2 separate regions of the Mus musculus genome follow, and region 2 is linked to region 1. Evidence: chromatin contacts called from public HiChIP or PLAC-seq data. All regions are on one chromosome and are shown on one strand. Each heading gives the region's core, a stretch centred on a gene start, on an enhancer-like site or on the middle of the called end of the contact. The rest is flanking DNA. Distances are from core to core; before and after follow the strand shown.

Region 1 (3,752 bases), core at 1,131-3,630:
TGCAGCCAGCACGCTCTCCCCTGCTCCCTCTCTACAGGAAATGTACTAGCTACTTTTCTTACTGCTGTGGCAAAATAGCTGATAACTTAAAGAAGGAAGGCTAACTTCTGGATCACGGTCTGAGAGTACAGAAGGCGTGCAGTCAGGGACATGGGGCAGCTGGTGATGTTACAGCTGTAGTCAGGAAGCAGAGAGATGGACAACTGTGCTCAGCTCTCTTCTTTTACTCAGTCAGGAAAAGACTGGGCCCAGATCCATGGAATGGCACTGCCTGTATGGTCCCCTAACCTCAGTTAACCCAGGTTAGAAACTCCCTCATAGACATGCCTTGAGGTTTGTCTCCTGGATGAGCCTAACTTTTTTGTGGTGGTGGTGGTGGTGGTGGTGGTGGTGGTAGCAGTAGCTGTAGTAATAGCAGCTGCTGTTATTATGGTTGTGATAATAAATTTGAATGAACACTGACACATGGGTGCCGCCATGTGTGTGTGTGGTAGTCCAAGGACACCTCTCAGGAGTCAGTTCTCACCTTCCATCCTGTTGAGGCAGGGTCTCTCCTGGCTTTCTTCTGTTGCATGCTCCGCGTTAGGTGACAGACATGCTACTGGGGTGTTTTCCTGTTTTCACCTCCCATCTCAGAGTAAGGAGTGCTGAGATCACAGAAGCATGCCCCTGCATCCGGCTTTTCCATGTGGGTTCACAGATGGAACCCGGGTTGTTGGGTTATATGGAAAGCACTTTGCCTGCTGAGCCAGCTCTCCACTTGCTCGGTGCTTCTCAACCTGTGGGTCGTGACCCCTCTGGGATTGAACGACCCTTTCACAGGGGTCATCTGAGACCACCAGAAAACACAGATAATTACTTTACTATTCGTAAAAGCAGCAAAATTACAGTTATGAGGCAGCAATGAAAATAATTTTATGGAAGAGAGTCACCACACCACAAGGAACTGTATTAAAAGGTCACAGCATTAGGAAGGTTGATAGCCACTGCTCTTGCTGATTCTATATCCTATTATCTAGAAAATGATATTAACCATCACAGCTGGATTTAAGATTCCTGTCCCAGCTGGGTGGCGGTGGCATGCACATATCTTTGATCTCAGCACTTGGAGGCAGAGGTAGTTGGATCTCTGTGAGTGAGTTCAAGGTCAGCCTGGTTTATAAATCAAGTTCCAAGTTACAGAAAAAAAACCTTCTCTTGAAAAAACAAAATTAAAAAAAAAAGATTCTTTTTAAAAAAGTGTTATTTATTTGAGTACACTGTAACTGTCTTTAGACACATCAGAAGAAGGCATCAGATCCTATTATAGATGGTTGTGAGCCACCATGTGGTTGCTGGGAATTGAACTCAGGACATCTGGAAGAGAAGACAGTGCTCTTAACCACAGAGCCATCTCTCCAGCCCCTAAAAAAAGATTCTTGTCCCAGGGTGCATTACTCTCCTGTCTGAAGTGCCTACAGAAAATGATCCATCGCCTCCTCGGTGTGGATGCTGAGTCTGGATGTGAGAGTCTTGGACAGGTCCTTTTGGCTTTCTGAGCCTTGGTTGCCTTAGCCCCATAGTTCCTAGGTTGAAACTATGAAATCTAGCTTTAAGCTTATAGTGAGAGTCAAAGGACGGCATACGCAGGTGGCTCAGCTCAGCACTCTGACATCAAAAGTATAGAAATGCTAGCTTTGACAGCCGTGTGCTCAGCAGAATTTTCCTTGATGGAGGAACATTCCTGTGCCCATTTTATAGAAAAGGAAAACTGAGGTCTGAGGCCATATGCCTGGGGAAAGAACTGATTCACACCAACTATGGGATTTTTGAGTACTCAGAATTCAAAGCCTGGCTTTGATTTGAGGCTCTTTCTCATTGGGTCTTAGAGAAATCTTTGGGGCCTCTGCCCTTTTGGCAAAGTCCAGATGGTTTCTGGATCCACCCACACAGCTGCAAGTGAATAGCCTGGCTTAAGGGAGACAGGACACAACCCTGGTCCCCAATGCTGGATATTCCGGAAGCCACACCCTGTTCCCAAGTCTCTCTAGAAGCTCTGGCAGTCTTATCTGTGAGGGGAGGGAAGGGGGAAGGTCAGATGGAGGAGAAAAGCAAGTGAGGGGAAATGGAGATGCCGTATGGGACCCTGGCACATGAGCTTGTCTACTGCTATCCTCGAGCACCGACTTCCAACCCAAACTCCACCCTCTCCCCAGAACTCCTGTGTGTCCTCTCTGGCCTCAGTTTCCCTGTCTCTGGGATAGGCAATAGTTGAGAGAGGCCTGTGACCTCCCTACCCCACCCCCACCTGCAAGAGCCCAAGAGTCTATGGTATTTCATTTATCATCCTTGTGGTTCGCAGGTACCAAGGCCGGCAGGCTGATTACTCAACAAGCTTGTTACGCTCCTTGGTGACTAATAGATTCTCTTCTGTTTATGTTTCAAAGCCATAGCAATAGCGTTGGCTCTCAGTAACGGCACTGAAATCGCCATTATTTAACCTGACCCTACCTACAATGATAAACAAGCCAGCCAAACCAGAGATCCTCAGAAAAGGGGGTGGGGGTGTCCACATCTCTTCTCCGGACCACTGGCTGGTGTTCTGAAGCTGGTGTGTCGGGAGACGGCTGGTCTGATGAAGTACTGAGAAGCTAGAATTAGATCATTTATCCAGTCCTTTCCAGCTCTGACCTACACGTTAAGACTCCTGAGATGGAGAGTTGAATAGATACCATCTTGACTTTGAGAGTTCAAGAGGGTAGGGTGAAGAGCCTGCCTAGGAGGCAGACAGCCTGGCTGCAGGTTCTGGCTCCACTACCTGATGGTTAGGTGACCTTGGGCAAGTCATATCTTCTTGGGGAGCTTGTACTGTCTGAGAAGAGACAGAACTAAGATGACCTCAGCCTGAGCACGGTGAACGCCTGCAGTCCCAGCAGCAGTAGCGCTGGGGAGAGAAGATTCTGAGCATTTGAGGTCAGCTATAAGGAAGTACTCCTGAGGAGAAGTACTCAGCACACAGTAGGCACTCAGAAGCTACAGCTGTGCGTGGACTGGAAGTTCAGCAGGACGCAGAGGCTCAGGACTGACAGCAAAAGAGACTTGATACTGTTGTTCTTCCTATGGGGTTGCAATTCCCTTCAGCTTCTTCAGCCTCCCCCCAACTCTTCCCTTGCGGTCCCCTGATTCACTCCAATGGTTGGCTGTGAGTATCTGCATCTATCTTAGTCGGGTGCTGCTAAAACCTCTCAGAGGACAACCATACCAGGCTCCTGTCTGCAAGTACATCTTGGCATCAGCAATAGAGTCGGGGTTTGGTGTCTGTGGATGGAATGGATCCCAAGGTGGGGCAGTCTCTGGATGGCCTTCAGCCTCTGCTCCATTTTTGATGCTGCATTTCCAGTTCCATAGGAAGAACAACAGTATCAATTCACAGGACTCCTCAGAGCTCCCAGAGACTGAACCACCAACCAAAGAATACACATGAGCCAGTCCATGGCTCCTGCTACATATGTAGCAGAGGACTGCCTCATCTGGCATTGGTGAGAGGACAGGGACTTGGTCCTGCGGAGGCTTGATGCCCCAGAGAAGGGGGATGCTAGAGGGTGAGGCAAAAGTGGGTGGATGGATAGGGGAGCACCCTCTTAGAGGCAAAGGGGAGGAGAGTGAGGAGGGAGGTTTGTGGAAGGGAGACTGGGAAAGGGGATAATATTTGAAATGCAAACAAACAAAATTATGAGAGAGAGAGAGAGAGAGAGAGAGAGAGAGAGAGAGAG
Region 2 (3,932 bases), core at 91-2,590, 410 kb before region 1:
CCATGTGAATTCAGGGTTGGGCTTGGCAGCAAGCTCCTGTATCCAGCGAGCCATCTCTCCAGCCCACTTTTTCATCTTTTAGTTACAGCAACACAGGAAACGTAAGTCCTGTCATTGTTCAAGTACACACTCCACAGCACCTCCAGGTCCTTTGCTCTCTCACAAAGCCCAAACCCTAGCTTTCCATTCCCTCCAACATCCTTGCTCTCTTTTCTCCTGCAATATTTTATTTTATGTGTATGAGTGTTCTGCTTGCGTGTCTATATGTTCCCCACATGCTTGACTTGTGTCCAAGCAGCTCAGAAGAAGGCATTGAATCCCCTGGAATTGGAACTGAAGACAGTTAGCTGCTGTGTGGGTGGTGGGACTCAAACTCAGATCCTCTGGAAGAGCAGTGGATGCTCCTAACCACTGAGCCACCACCTAAAGTCTCTGAGTTCAAGGTCAGTCTGATCTACATAGTGAGCTCCATCCAGGACAGCCAGAGATACATAGTGAGAGCCTGTCTCAAACAAACAAACCAACAAACCAAAACAACAACCCCAAATAAACAACAATTTAAAAAAGGAAAGAAAAGAGGGAAGAAAGGAAGGAAGGAAGGAAGGAAGGAAGGAAGGAAGGAAGGAAGGAATATTTATTGATCATTTCCAAAGTGCCTGGTGCTCAACCTAGAATGCAGAGGAAACTCACGGGTTATCGCAAGCTGTAAAGATTTAAGATTCAATGAGCTTAAAGAATATATGAAAGATAAATTTTCTCATTTAGTCATTCAACAAACCTCCTCTGCCTCCCCAACAGGCTTACAGAATCAGGAAGTAACAACATAAGATCCCCTTTCCTCCTCTTCCTGGAGTTTTTCTGACTGGTGTCAGAGTGATGGGGCCCTATTCTGCTGAGCTAGCTCCCACCCAAGAAATGCACAGGTACTAGGGAGATCTGTGGAACAGGTACCAGATTCTCTGAATGTCTGGGAAGAACAGTGCTTTGGGAGCTCAGATACTAGCTAGGTCCAGCTCTACAGGAGTTTTGTGACCTTTCCTTAATTTCTTCTCCTCCCTCTATTGTAAATTGGAATTAACAGCACCCTATTCACATACCTCACACACCCTGGTCCCAGCTAGACCAGATCAAATGGCTAAGCTTCGAGCTCTGGGGCTCTGCTTGTCCACATTCTGTGGATAGTAATTTGTGTGAGTTGTCCTTTAAATAGTCATCTCTGTGACTGTTCCTAAGCGGTCCTTTATTCAGCCCCACCCCCACCCCCACTCCACCCCCTTGCTCCTTAACACAGAGTCAAACCGTCCCAGACCGATGGCTGTCTCACCTCCACAGTATAAGCAGACAGGATTGTCCAGAAGCAGCCAGGGACTGGGCCAGAGGTCACAAAGCAAACAGACCTGCCTTCCTCTTCCCAAGTGAGTCACTTAATTACCTGAGCCTACCAGATCTCAACAAATAAAGCAAAACCCATAGGGTCTGTAGCAGTTAGTGCTGGAGGCCATCCACCTCTGTGTGTGTGTGGGGGGGGGGGGGAACCGATGGGCTGCCTTTGCTACCGTGACCACTAAGACTGCTGAAGCAGGGGACTGTTAATGGTTACTTGCCAAGGCTTTGTTTTTGAGTATTAAATGGTTCTGTTTAATCTCACACCATCTCTTTGAAGTTGGATAGACGCTCTGGAAAGAGAAATAACCAAGCCACAGAAAGGGGAGATCACTTGCCCAGGTTAGGACTTCACTACAAGGTATGGTGAGGCTGGGTTTGTACCAGGTAGCCTAACTCTGAATCTTGTTCTGAGTGCTCCTCTGTGGAGCTGCACCCCACAGCTCAGGAGGCTGAGGGGGGAACTGAGTCATGCCAGTGGTGTGCCTGAACCCAGCAGCCTCACCCCAGTCTCACAATTCTGTAGTTAGGACGGTCCTAGGTCCTACAGGGGCACCGTCCTTTTCTTTTCTCCCCCCCCCCCCTTTCTCTTCTCTCTCAGTTCCTCTTTCCTTTTCCTTCACTCCGGCACTAGGGATGGGAACTAGAACCCAGTGCACACTAGACAAGCGTTCTTCCGCTGAGCTGCAGCCTCGGGCTTCTGGCTTTTCCAGACAGGATCTCACTAAGCTGTCCAGCCTGGCTTGAACTCACTTTGGAGTCCAGGCTGGCCTTGAATTTGAAGGGAGATTAATCTCTCTCTGCAAAGTTTAGACTTCTGCTTAGAGTGCATGTGACAGGTCCTCTGGGGCTTCCCATGTGTCACTGAGTGTCCTTCATGGGAGTCTTCCTTCGTGGGTATACAACAGGAGACAGCCTCTGTGCAAACTCCTAAGAAGTGATCTAAAGACATCTTCACTTACTCATAAAGTTCTGGTGTCCAGAGGGGGGAGGCGGGGGTTTGGATTTACAAGCTTGTCTCCAGAATTCTAACTGCAAGCAGACACACGAGGACCCATGGGTGTTATGTTGTTTTTCATAGTCAGGAAGTCTACCCCTTTCTCTGGTCCACCACTTTGCAAAGCAAAAGTCTGCTAGAAGGCCCTAGAAAGACAATAGAAGGTCACCCTGTTCCCAGGGCCCAGGCAGCACCTCGCTGCCTCTGGGGAGGAGTGGAAGCAGCTCCCGGAACACAATTCTTTGGTGGTCCTAAGAGACCCTTGTAGGAGTGGTAGACACAGAAAGCCTGTCTGGGGAGGGCCAGGAGATCTTCTCCATCCTATGATCTTCTTTGCTGATACCAAGCAGAGGGGGGCCCACCACTAAAGAGGAGTGAGAACTCTCTTCCACCAAAGGCCAACTGTGGATCCAAGGCAGCAGGTGGCTGCCATAGGGAGAGGTTCCAGGAACACAGAGCAAGCTTGTGAAATAACCAACTGGGGGTGGGGTGTTAGGCAGACAGGGTTCCGAGGCCCTGAGTTCCCATGTAATGAAAACAACAAAATCCAGTTGATGTTAGCGATAGAAACTGCCAAGTAACATCTACCTGGGGACTTTCTGTGGCCCAGCTTCCTTCCAAAAGGGCAAATGCTCTTCTGTAGCTGATCTTAATTTTTGATAATATTATTTCTCTTCGTTCAGTCCACAAAAGCTTGCTGTTGAGCTGTCCCCACTGGGCTTTCTGGGCCTCTTCCAATTGTGAGCACTGCTCAATTGTTGAGTCTTTTAATGCTCAAATAGGCTGTTAAAATTGTATCTAGTCTTTAAGAAAGATTCACTTTCAAGACCAAGGTAGATGAAGCTGGGCCTGCCCAAGCTTGATCCACTGTGTGTATGGTTACTCTATCACAGATCAGCAAGCCTACAGCAGTTTACACTGAATAGGGCAGAACTGCGGAGGGATGCTGCCTGCAGTAGCATATTTATGGAAACCTTCGAATGGGGTGAGCCCTGAGCAAGGCTGCATCAAAGCTATAAGCTTTTTGGCCTGTAAGTCATTGTTGGGCAAGTCAGGGGGAGATTATAATGGTACAGTTTGACTGACAGCTTCTCGGGGTTGAGGTGTTTAGGAACTGGCCAAGCAGAACTTTAAGTGGGTCTAAGAGGACAATGCCAGAGAACAGCTGACATGGAACCTTTGACACAGTGATTTGATTCGCTGATTGGCTTTTTTGTTTGTTTGAGGCAGTCTCATGTAGCCGCCTTTAGTGCGGTGATTCTCCGTACATGCCAGTATGCTCAGATTGTGTGGTGCGGAGGTTCAAACCCACAGCCCTGTGCATGCTAGACAAGCACTCTACCAACTGAGCTACTTCCACAGTCCCAGGAAATAAGTGGAATAGTGGAGGGAGGGCCTGGTTTGAGGAAGGGGTTAGCTTTTGGAAGGTGTATCTTGGCCCTGGCCCTTTCCTGATTATTCGAAGCTTCCTAGCCACCATGGGGCGGGCGGGGGGGGGGGGGGGGAGAAAAAGAAAAATAAAGAGAAAAAAACCCAAGTTCCCATAGTGCAT

The links. HiChIP or PLAC-seq counts read pairs in DNA pulled down with a chosen protein or histone mark.
Region 2: a contact with region 1 is called in an HNF4G HiChIP or PLAC-seq map of pancreatic cancer cells. The contact joins two enhancer-like sites. A contact is called at or near these places in 1 of 15 datasets of contacts at CTCF or cohesin (large pre-B cells) and 1 of 115 datasets of contacts at active chromatin or transcription factors (pancreatic cancer cells).

What each region holds. Positions count from the first base shown.
Region 1 is chr7:98,787,544-98,791,295 of GRCm38.p6, reverse strand. No RefSeq gene overlaps it. Among named protein-coding and RNA genes, the nearest start is that of n-TPtgg8, 26 kb to the left of the region's middle. Within about 2 kb of position 2,380, at least 26 of the 459 cell types and tissues checked have an H3K27ac peak or open chromatin away from gene starts, as enhancers often do. A contact at or near this core is called in pancreatic cancer cells, where this site is marked.
Region 2 is chr7:99,197,904-99,201,835 of GRCm38.p6, reverse strand. No RefSeq gene overlaps it. Among named protein-coding and RNA genes, the nearest start is that of Dgat2, 17 kb to the right of the region's middle. Within about 2 kb of position 1,340, at least 33 of the 459 cell types and tissues checked have an H3K27ac peak or open chromatin away from gene starts, as enhancers often do. A contact at or near this core is called in pancreatic cancer cells, where this site is marked.